2 separate regions of the Gossypium hirsutum genome follow, and region 1 is linked to region 2. A link is a contact called in public Hi-C data. All regions are on one chromosome and are shown on one strand. The core of a region is the stretch at or near the end of the contact, and the rest is flanking DNA. Distances in the headings are between cores, read along the strand shown. Region 1 holds the start of LOC107952855 (ethylene-responsive transcription factor-like protein At4g13040). Region 2 holds the start of LOC107955252 (E3 ubiquitin-protein ligase RNF4).

Region 1 (6,040 bases), core at 971-3,470, 510 kb after region 2:
ACAAAGAGGAATGAAATGAAATGATTTACTCCTAGAATTATTATGTATGAGAAAACACACCAGCAAATATACAACTACAGACCAAGCTAAGTTACAAGACAAAACTAGAGAGGCATTATTAAGGTAAGCATCCCTAGCTCAAGGGAAAAAAAAAGATAAAAAGAGTCTCCGCGAGCTGCTAAGTTTATAAATGATAAAAGAAAAATAATGGAAAATGAAGTCGTATCAACCCAACAAAGAGAAAACAGTTAAACCGTCAAAACTACATCTAATCAACTGATTAATAATGCATTCTTACCCCATTCATGTGGATGGGATCTGAGGGCATTGGATGCACAGTGACCAATTTTGCACTCTGACTTGAATTTCCAGGGGCATTACCATTATCGAAAAATCTAGAAAGTGGAGTAAAAAAGGAACTCGTCCCTGCAAAAAGTCACCAGATTTGGTGAATGAAATTATTCAGGCATAATCTAGAACTTGTTTGATTACATTCACTATACAAGTAATTCATAGTTTACTTAGACAGGCTCACTTTAAGTAACACAAGGGCAAAGAAATGAAGGGAAGGGCACACTTCACATACATAGTAATTTAGTAAATGTTCCTCTTCATAGATACCAATAGAAGCAGCTAATTATGCAATATAAAAACTACATGTCAACTAAAGTTTACCAGAGCAGAGTCCCAGGAGCTTGCGTCTGCGTAAGCTCACCATTTGGCAATGCTTCAATCAGTGACCAATGGTTTAGCTTTGCATTTATCCCTTTATCTATGCTCCTAAGATTACCAAAGATGGACGAGTTATAGGTAGATTAAACAATCACAAAATGACGAACAGTAAACTGATATGATCCGTGGTGATCATATAGCAAAAGAAGAAAAATGTGTAAAAAAAAATACAAAAGCCATCAAAACTGAGTCAATGCAAGTAATCTGATGCACCTAATCAATTAAACTTAGACAAAGAACAAAGAAATTTCCCAGATGTTAATAAACTTTTGCTATCATTTATTACAGTCAACCAAAAGTACTTGGTACGGAATTTGGTTGGCTGAAATAGAAACAGCTGGTTTCTCATCACCAAGTACGTTTGATTTCAATAATGCTACAAGATAATAAGGGATTCAAGGGCTAAATAGCTTGCACGGATTAGATTTCTGAAAACAGACAACAGATTTGATGCTAGTTAAACAGAAATCAATCATAGATGGAATTGAAAATTAATATGAACAAACCAATGAAAATACCATGAAACGTGGTTTTCGCTTCTAAAAGCTAGCTAAGCTCCGGATAAGGGGGCAATGTGACATAAAGTCAGCCATAATTATTTTTTTTTTAGGTGAAGAAAAGCGATGAATTCATCATAATTTGCATAAAGTAAAAGCCAAAACTTTCATCATGTGAAACTAACAAAGCTGTCCAGTAAGTCTGGCTGATAGAAAACCCAATTATCACTCCGTGGAAAAACAAGTCAACCCCACCAACCTAACACCTTTCATGGAAGCATAGGCAGTGAAAAATACAAGACAAAACACAAAACCCAAAATCCAAAACACAAAAATTCAAAGAGGAAAACGGAAAAAGCCAAAAAGCTAAAGCCTTTACGGTCATCAAGCCAAAAATGGCGACAACCCCATAGCCAGGAAACGCAGAAAACCCACCCATTACAAGGAAGAAGATAAACAAACCCCAGAACAAAAAGTCATTTATTTGGTACCTGAGAAAGGAGAAAGAAAAGGTGGTAGTCGGGACAGCGCAGAAACCGAGGAAAACAGAGAGAGAAAGACAATTTTATTAAGGTTGAACCTAAAATCTGATAAAAGAACAAAAAGAAAGGTTAAAAAAAAAACTCAGGATCCTTAGGTGTTATGAGAAGGATCAAGGAAAGGAGATGGTGGTGAAATAAGAGAAAGAGTGAGGAAAGAACGGAAGGGAGAAATAAGAAAGATGAGAGTTTTCAACAAGTTTGTGTTGGTGTGGTGGTGGCTCATGCATCTACCACTACCACCTTTTGTTTGTTTCTTTTTTTTTTTAATTTTATTTATTTATTTTAGTTTGTGAGGTGAAAGCTCATTTTGTTTTCTATGAAAGGGTGGTGAAGCTGCCTGCTGTTGAATGCTGAAAATCAATCAACAACAATAAAACAAAACAAATCAAAGCAAGGCCAAGTCTTGGGGAGAGAGAGAGAGAGAGAGAGGAGGGGGTTTGAATATGTGGAGGCCTACGTATCCTCTGTATTGGGTGTTACTTTTGAAGAGTTTTAGTCATTAGTCTGCTATGGTTCCAATATTAACCCCCTCTAATTTAATCTCTTCGGTTTTTTTCCTTTTTACTTTAGAATTATATATTTTTTTTAAAAAATAGATTTTTTTTTCCTTTCTTTTATTATTATAAAGTATATGTTTATTAGTATAAGAAATTTGATATAGATTAGAATTTTAATAGTTATTATTAAATGAATTTTAATATAATTGATTAAATTCTATTATTAAATATGTGTGTAAGTAGTAAATTTAATGTTCTACTTTAATTTAATTTGAGGTGAAAATTATTTCTGTTTAATTGAAATAACCAAAATAATTAAATTAAATTAATTATTTTTTTATTTAATCAGTTTTTAATTAATTAATTACATGGTTAATTCAATTCAATTTCGGTTTTAAAAATCTAAACCAAGATAATCAAATAAACCAATTTTTTAAAACATTAAAACATAAATTTATAATTATATTTATACCCAAACAACCGAGCACAACCCAAAAATAAAAAATCAATCCCAACTCAACCCAAATATAAATCTAGCCCAAAAAATAAATATAAACTAAAAACCCAAACCCGATTTAATTTTAATTTTAATTTTAATTATATTATTTACATAATTAATTTATTTTTAAAAAATAAATATCTAAAACTAAACAAAACGAGGTTCGGCATTTTCATTTCTTTTCATTTCTCCTCTTCCTCTTGTCCCATATCTGAAAAAAAAAAAATCGCCACCACCAGCCCTCTTCCAGTCAGCAGACCGACGGTCGACGTCCCTTTTCAACTCTCCTCTGCTCGACGGTCGACGCTCGAGCTTAACGTCTCACACACGTGCACCAGTCACCATCATCGTTGGCAGATTCATTCATCTCATTGCACGGTAGGATAGTTTAACTTTATTTTCTTTTTTTATGTATTATTTCTTTTATTTCTCTAAATACTTTCTCTGCTGCAAATTTTTATGGTTGTCGACAAAGAGAGAGAATGTTTTTGTCGGTTTTAGCTTAGTTGCGTCTTAGCTCATTGACTTTTATGCTTAGTGCTCTCTTTTTTTCTACCATCGTTTCCACTTTGTTTCCCTTAACTTCAACGTGAATTACTTATTCTAGTGAACCCCATAGCTCGAATCTGCAAGTACAAGTGGGAAAAGAAACTATGTTAATTAAAAAAAATAAACCGTACCGAATCGACTGATTCGATTATTTCGGTTTTGCACATAACTTCAGTTTGGTTAATTTGGTTACAACAAAAATTTTGATTTATTCAATTATTGCCATGAAATAACCAAATAGACTGAATGCACACTTGTTATGGTATTTTCTGTTTTCAACCCAAAACTTGAATATAACCTCGAACCATCAACCCACAACCTGAGTAGATGCAAAAGAACTTGAGCCCCACAAGGTAGAGACATTAGGGGCTCGCGGGGAGAGTGCTCACATGTTCCTAGGTGTTCGCAAGCAGAGGATGCGAAATCAAGTGGGTAGTTCGAGGAACAAGTGTTAAGTCTAGAATAGTATACATGTTGGCATGCATGGAGCCTACCTAGGACGTCATTTCAATGAATAGAAATTGTGTCTTATAAATACTCGATTCCCCTCATCGAGAGGGCACATCAGAACACTCAATAATTTGGTGTAGTGAGCGTGGACAGACTTCTGATCGATAGATTTTCTTTTAATTTGTAAAAATCAGAATGGCTCGCCTAGATGAAAATTTCCCCATCAACTTTTCATCAAGACAAGCTGGAGCTTCAGGTACAGGTGGCCAACCCACTAAGGCTAATTTGTTTGCCAGCTAGTTTGTTGAACAACCGAAAAATTTGGGTAACGTGGCCCACGTAGGGGCCTCAAACTCTTTTGACCTAAAATTTCCTTCTAGCTAAGAGTTGTCGTTCTTTTCTAATCAAGAAGCATCGTTGTAGTAGTTTTTGCTCTTCAAGAGCAAATGAAATTGATGAAGGAACAAATGGCCATACAGAACGTGAGGTTTGAGCAACAAAAAACATTTCATCAGGAGCTCTTAAAATTATGAAGAGCTCAGAAGAAAGGTTCAATCCGACAACTCCGATTTTCATGATAATGCAGCCATGCGGGAAGAAGGTACTAACGTGCATACAAAATAGTGGCAAAGTGAGATGGATGCTTTACGGTGAGACATAAGGGCTTTGCATCTTGAGTTTATATTAATTAAAGCTTTTGAATGTTTATGGTAGAGTTTGAAGCTTTGATGGAAAATAGGATTATTTTATAATGTAATTTTTGTTAGTTTTGAACATAAGGACTAAATTGTTAATATTTTGAAATTGACATGTAATTTTTTATAATTTGAGGCTGTAATTGGATATATTTGAAGTTGGTTTAAAATTTGGAGTCCAAATTTGGAATTTATGATAAGTTTGATTTTAAGGACTAAATTGAATAAAATGTAAAACTTGAGGAAATAATTGAAAGATTAAATTAAGCTTATATATATTTGTAATAGGTTGTTATATAATATTTGATTGATTAAATGGAAATAAATTTATATTATATATCAAGATTTGAACAAGACGATTGATAATTGAGAAATAAGGAAATTATAGACTAGTCCCTGACACTTTTGCTTTTGTTGTTAGCCTCTGGTAAGTTCATACATTATAAATATATTTAAATTGTTGTTAAGTTTTATTTGTATGTTTATTAATGTTTTTTTGATATCTTGAATTGGCTATGAATTAGTACATAAATTGAGAACTGAATTAGATTGAAATGAATTGTTATAAAATGGTATAATGTGAGATTAAACCCTGATGAAATGAGTAAAAGTCTCGTATACAAGGTTACATGTTATTGCCTGCAGGTTCTGAGCTCTAGCATGTGTTGCAGACTCGAGAATACAAGTTTATTAAGCCTTGGCCAAGCTACATGTTGTGTAGGTTCAACCCTGACGGGTGACCAGGCATTATTATTCGATTCATATATGTTCAACTCTAACGGGTGACCAAGCACTATTATTCGATTCATGTGGGTTCAATCCTAACGGGTGACTAGGCACTATTATTTGATTCTGTAGGTTCAACCTTAACAGTTGACCAGACACTATTATCTGATTCGTGTAAGTTTAATCCAAACGGGTAACCAGGCACTATTATTCGATTCGTGTAGGTTTAACCCAAACGAGTAACCAAACACTATTACTTTCATTTGTGTATGAAGTTCTTTTACGAATTTTCATTGGGTAACATTGTGAGTGAAAATGTGATGATATGTTGTTAGATGTTGGCAAAGTAATGTATATGATTTGGGTATAAGGTATGAGTTTGATTATGATAGAAATATGAAAAATTGAGGTTATATTTATGGTTTGAGCTCAAAGCCTATGTATCTGAAGTTGTTGCATTGTATCTTCATAGGGATACTTGTAACATTCCGATTTAGGGTCTAGTCGGAATAATAATTTCAAGACCACAAATACAACGTAATAAAATTTATTTTTATTATATTTTTATGGTCTACGATTTCATGAAATGATTTCGTGAAAATTTCGTTTGACAATTTTGACGTTTGGCACTCAATTTAGTCAAAAGGACTAAATCGTGAAAAGTGCAAAAGTTGAGTTCTACATGCTAGAGGTGTCCAATTGTTATTAAATTTTAAATTGGAGGTCCTTATATGGTAATTAGACCATTGGTTAATTTTTTGGACAAAAATGGACATGAAATGGGTGAAATAGAATATTTTTAAGTTAGGGGCATTTTGGTCATTTGGTAATTAAAATAATAAAAAAAAGGGAA
Region 2 (5,829 bases), core at 2,966-5,465:
ACTAAATAGGCCATATGTGCTAAAAAAGAAAGTTAATCAGTTAAATAGGCCGATATTTTTTTTTTTGAAATTTTAGAGAAATAAGTTGTTTTTGGAGAGTGTGTAAATGCGCGTCCAGCTGGGCACGCTTTCTCATTAAGTTGTATTTTCTAACTTTTTTAAATATAATTAATTTTTAATTAGATGGTTAAATGTTAGTGGTTTTGTCTTTAAGTCCTAGGTTTGATTCTTCTTTCACTCATATTTGTATTTTTATTTCATGTTGTTTTAAGTTTATTTTAATGAGAATTCTAAATATATTAACTCCCTTAGTTAAATGGTTAAATAATGTTGATTTTATCTTTGAGTCCAAGTTCAATTCATCTAAACACAATTGTAATTTTTATTTGATGTTGTTTCAATTTTTTTAGCTAATAAATATATTATTTTTAATTTTTTATTTATTAATAATTTTTTTATTTATAAAATCAAATAATTATTACAAATATCATTCTTTTTAGTAAATATAATTTTTATATGTGTAATATTTATTTTTCAATCCATATCATGAATGTAGTAAATTTTAGTATTATATATTTTTGTATGTGTATTTAAAATATTTCACATATAAAAATATTTGAAATATCATACCCACAATGTAGATGAAAAAACAATGATATTTAAAATATTTTACATATAAAAATAATAATTATATTTCAAATAATTATTTCATTTTATAATACTATAAATCACCATACCCACAATATACTTTGAGAAAATAAATATTTGACATATAGATATTATATATAAAGAAAATTGTATCAAAAAAACTAGTTGATGTTTATATTATATATAAAAGAGTTATTAATTTCAAATATTTTTGACATAATGATATATGTAAAATATATTTTTATTTTATCATTACATATTTATTATTTGATTTTATGAATAAAATATTTATTAATTAAAAATATTTTTTTGAAAATATTATATTTACTAATTAAAAAAGAAGAAGCTTGAAACAACATGAAATAAAAATTACAAATGTGTTTAGAAGAGGAATTGAACTCGAAACTCAAGAATGGAATCATTTTTATTTAACAATTTAACCAAGAGAGCTAATATGTTAAAAATATTAATTAAAAAAATAATAATAAACTTAAAACAACATGCCGCCTTGGTCCTGTTGAAAATACTACTATAAACGAAGACTCGACTAGAAATGATACAAATAAAAACATTCACGATTGTAGTGACAGCTCTAGTTATTATAGTAAGGTTGATCATTTAGTTGTTGTCAAATACATTTGGAATTTCATTTATGATGACACCTTTTTAATTAGGGATAATAATCAGGACCATTATTCCATATATTTTGATAGTGAAAATCAAATTTTTGAGCTTAACAATGATCATTCTTTTTTGAGTGAACTAGAAAGTTTTTTTTATACTTATCATAATTCTAGTTATACGAATAATGGCTCGAAAAATATGAGCCCCACTATCATTTTAACTTGTATGTGTATAATAATGATGCTAACTATCGTTGGAATAATGACATTAATAATTGTATTGACTCTTATCTTCGTTCTCAAATATGTATTGATAGTTCCATTTTAAGTAGTAGTGGCAATTCCAATGATAATTATATTTATAATTACATTTGCAGCGAAGGTGGAAATAGTAGTGAAGGCAAGAATTTCGATATAATAACTTGTGAAAATGGTAATGATTTAACTCTAAAAGAAAGTTCTAATGATCTCGATCTATACAAGCATTTGTGGGTTCAATGCGAAAATTGTTATGGACTAAATTATAAGAAATTGTTTAAGTCAAAAATGAATATTTGTGAACAATGTGGATATCATTTGAAAATGAGTAGTTCAGATGGAATCAAAGTTTTTATTGATCCAGACACTTGGGGTCCTATGGATGAAGACATGATCTCTCTGAATCCCATTGAATTTCAGTCTGGAGAAGAGCTTTATAAAGATCGTATTGATTTTTATCAAAGAAATATAGGATTAACTAGGCTATTTAAACAAACACAGGTCAATTAAACGGTATTCCTATAGCAATCGGGGTTATGGATTTCCAGTTTATTGGGGGGAGTATGGGATCCGTAGTAGGCAAGAAAATCATCCGTTTGATCAAACATGCTACCAATAATTTTTACTTCTTATTCTAGTGTGTGCTTCTGGAGGAGCACGCTTGCAAGAAAGAAGTTTGAGCATGATGCAAATGGCTAAAATATCTCCCACTTTATATGATTATCGATCAAATAAAAAGTTATTTTATGTATCAATTCTTACATCTCCCACTACCGATGGAGTGACCGCGAGTTTTGGTATGTTGGAGGATATCATTATTGTTGAATCCAATGCCTATACTGCATTTGTGGGTAAAAAAGTAATTGAGCAAACATTGAATAAAACAATATTGGAAGGTTCACAGTCGGCTGAATATTTATTCCATAAGGGTTTATTCGATTCAATCGTACCATGTAATCCTTTAAAAGGTATTCTGAGTGAGCTAGACTCTTAAGTGAAAATTTTTTTATTTGTAGAGAAAAGGTAGTTAGTTAGTTTATCAGAATCAAAGTCAAAACCTGTGTAATGGGCTTTGACTTTGTGACAAAAAAAGGAATTGTCGAAAAACAAATTATGTGAAAAATTATTTTTATCTGATATTACTATTGAATAAACCTCTATCAACAAGATAAAAAGTGAATTTTTTTCTTCTGTGAAATGAAATTCGAATTTGGAGAGACAAATAAAATGAAATTTATCTTCCTCCATTGCATATGTATATATAATTTAAATAGAGAAAAAATAGAATAGAAATATAGAGTTTTGCATCTTTCTATATCTCTCGAAAATTCTATTTTTACTAATAATTCCTATTCTTGGATTAGATTCTAACGAATTGAATCTTTCAACAATTTGTAATAGACTATTTCTTTATTAAATTAAAAAATTCAAATTAAAAGACAAGAACAATAGAATAATAAGAAAAGTAAGAATAAAATAAGATAATAAAAAAATACAAATGTGAATGGAAAAAAGAATCTAACTCGAAACTCAAAAACAAAACCACTAACATTTAACTATTTAGCTAGAAGCTAATTATATAAAAAAAGTAATTTAACTTAAAGGAAAACGCATCCAGTGCGGGGCGCTTTTACACTTTCTCTAAAAACGATTTATTTCCCTAAATTTTCAAAAAATCTATCTATTTAATCAATTTACTTTTTTTTGGCACATTTGACCTATTTAGCCTAAATTTTTATTTTTATTTATAAAAATATAAAAAACAAAAAACACTTACAAAATCATATATCTTACTTTGCAAATAAGAGAATTTTTGATAATTGTTTACAAATAGTATAGATATAAAAAGGTCTAAATGATCTTCCTTCTATTAACACATACGGGGCACATCATCTTATTCTCAAATTTTTTTATTAATTAATTCAAATAATTAATATTGTTAATTTTTTTATTAAAATATTACGTTGTTATATATAATTTTAATGTCTTAAAACTCTTAGAGATTGATAGAGTGGCTTCACATTTCTTTTGAGTTTGTCTTTGTTTTCTTTTTTCCATTATAAGATAATAGTCTCTATATTATACTGAAATGTGAGATTTAATATATACATGCTTTAATTTTTTATACAATTTGATTCCTCTATTTTATAATATCATTAGTTAGGCTAAACAATTAATAATGTTAATTATGTCAATCAAATGTTGATGTCAATTTTTCTTATGAACACAACAACAACAACAAAAAATATTTTATCATGATAAGTTCAAATGAGTAATTTTAAGGAAAAAAAATTTTAATTAGTATTTTCAACATTATAATTATTATTACATAATTATCAAGTAAATATATATTTTAAATTTTAAAATTTTACTCTAATAAATTTAATAAAAAAATTAATAATGATAATAACTAAATTAAATTTTTAAATTCAAAAAATATAAAAATTAAATTCCTAAAAATTAAAATAAGAATTAAATTACAAATGTATAAAAAATATAAAATTTTTAAAATTTTTATTCCATAGTTTCACATAAACATTAAGCCACTTGCTAAGAATGAGAATCTAGGATGAATCTAACTTTTAAAAATGAACAAAGATTTTTAAAATAGCCACGTGGTGCATATGTGAGTCACCACGTGACAGGTATTAGAATCAGAGAGATCAAGCCACGTGGAAACCAAGATTTCCTGGTTTGTGACTAGCAGTTCCTTTCCATTCCCTCGCACTAAAATCTTTTGCCTGTTTAAAAACCCTAAATTCACAAGATTTTCGTAAGGTTTTCCACCTTCCCTCATCTCCCTCCCTTCCTTCCTTCCAATTCTTAATTTTCTTTTTCCTTCCAATTCTTCTTCTTTTTTTTTTCTTTTGGGAATAATTCGAAAATTGATTCCATTTTTCCATGATTTCAAGGTATTTTTTTAATCTCTCATACTTTCTCTTGTTAATTTCTTTTATTTTTTTTTCAATTCGTTTTAATCAATGCGGTGATCTGGTTGATGTTCAATTGCTGAGATTTGAGATATTTTTATTATTTCTTTTCTAATCTTGATTGTTCTTAAATTAAATTTGATTAAATTTTTTAAAGTTCATTTTATATTTGATTATCAGTTTGTTATAATTGATTGGTTGCGGGTTTTTATCTGCCGATCGGTTCTAGTTCGAATGTTGACTAATTTAAAAAAAATGATTTTATGTCGAGTGGTTGTTCATTATCCCGTACTTCTTTAAAATAAATTAATTTAATCAACAATATCAAGCTGGAAATATGGAAATCAGTTGTTCACTCATATGGTGCTGTTTGGATCATTAAGGAAGCAAGCTTGAGAAAGAAAAAAAAAGATATCTTTTTTGCTAAAATATTATTCAAATTACTATTTGCATATTACTCTTTCATTTTTTTCAAATTAAGAATTTAGAAGAATTAAGTGTCTGTCTGCTCATTTTCTGGATCTTTTTGAGTTCTAAATCATGAGTTTTTTTTTTGTTACTGTCGAGATTGAACCAAGTATTTGTGAGTTTCTTATACTTTTCAAGTGTTACTTTTCTCGTGCTTCAATCGGGTGAAAGAATTTATTGGTTTTAGTGAAAACTTGATGTGGAAGTTCAAGGTGATTGTTTTTAGGTATTGTTGAGGCTGCATATTTGAATAGCACTTAGGAAAAATATTAAGCCGAACATGAGCACAATAGAAGTGAGGGGGCCTTCTCTTAGAGGGTATCGACGAAGGAAGGCACTCCTGGATCTCAATGTTCCTCCCACTGAAATCAGGGAACAGGAGGGTACTTCGCAGCAGGCTGGATCTGAGCAACTGACTGCTCAACCCGTACAGCCTCCACCACCTGCAACTATTGATGTTGAAGCTATTGATGATGATGTAATTGAATCTTCTGCTATAGCATTCGCAGCGGTATGCAGTTCTTGTTCAATAGTATTTTGTTTTCACATTAACTGTACATTAAACTTGTCTTTATGGATTCATTTGCATTATGTCGACTGTTATTAATTTTCTTGGGGTTTTATGTCAGGCTAAAAACAATTCTAGGAGAAGCCGTGGAAGGACTGTTGTTGACGTAGATTCAGGTAGCTAAATTTATTAGGGAAGGGTGTGTCTAATATTTTCTTTTTCATCATCTGCTACCTGCATTGCCGTAAGCATGTTGCATAAAAGAACCTTGTTCTATATATCTGCTCGACATCAAAAGATTCCTTTTTAGTTATATTATTGACGCCCATAATGATTTGATTTCTGACATGATTTAGGTGATTAATTATTTTTATGAGTTAGAGGGTCCTTAGGG

Evidence for each region. A called contact is a pair of places that touch in the nucleus more often than the background predicts.
Region 1: a contact with region 2 is called in a Hi-C map of leaf, with 2.5 times the contacts expected there. The contact joins the promoter of LOC107952855 here to the promoter of LOC107955252 in region 2. A contact is called at or near these places in 3 of 34 Hi-C or Micro-C datasets (leaf and petal).

Annotation. Positions count from the first base shown.
Region 1 is chrA07:46,608,593-46,614,632 of Gossypium_hirsutum_v2.1, forward strand. It overlaps LOC107952855 (ethylene-responsive transcription factor-like protein At4g13040), which reads right to left and starts at 2,221. Exons shown (of 8, transcript XM_016888060.2): 1 at 1,721-2,221; 2 at 676-780; 3 at 299-426. The coding sequence starts at 718. It overlaps LOC107952857 (a long non-coding RNA gene), which reads left to right and starts at 2,917. Exons shown (of 2, transcript XR_001698953.2): 1 at 2,917-3,145; 2 at 3,961-5,488.
Region 2 is chrA07:46,092,835-46,098,663 of Gossypium_hirsutum_v2.1, forward strand. LOC107955252 (E3 ubiquitin-protein ligase RNF4) reads left to right here and starts at 4,216. Exons shown (of 6, transcript XR_001699871.2): 1 at 4,216-4,441; 2 at 5,154-5,438; 3 at 5,557-5,611.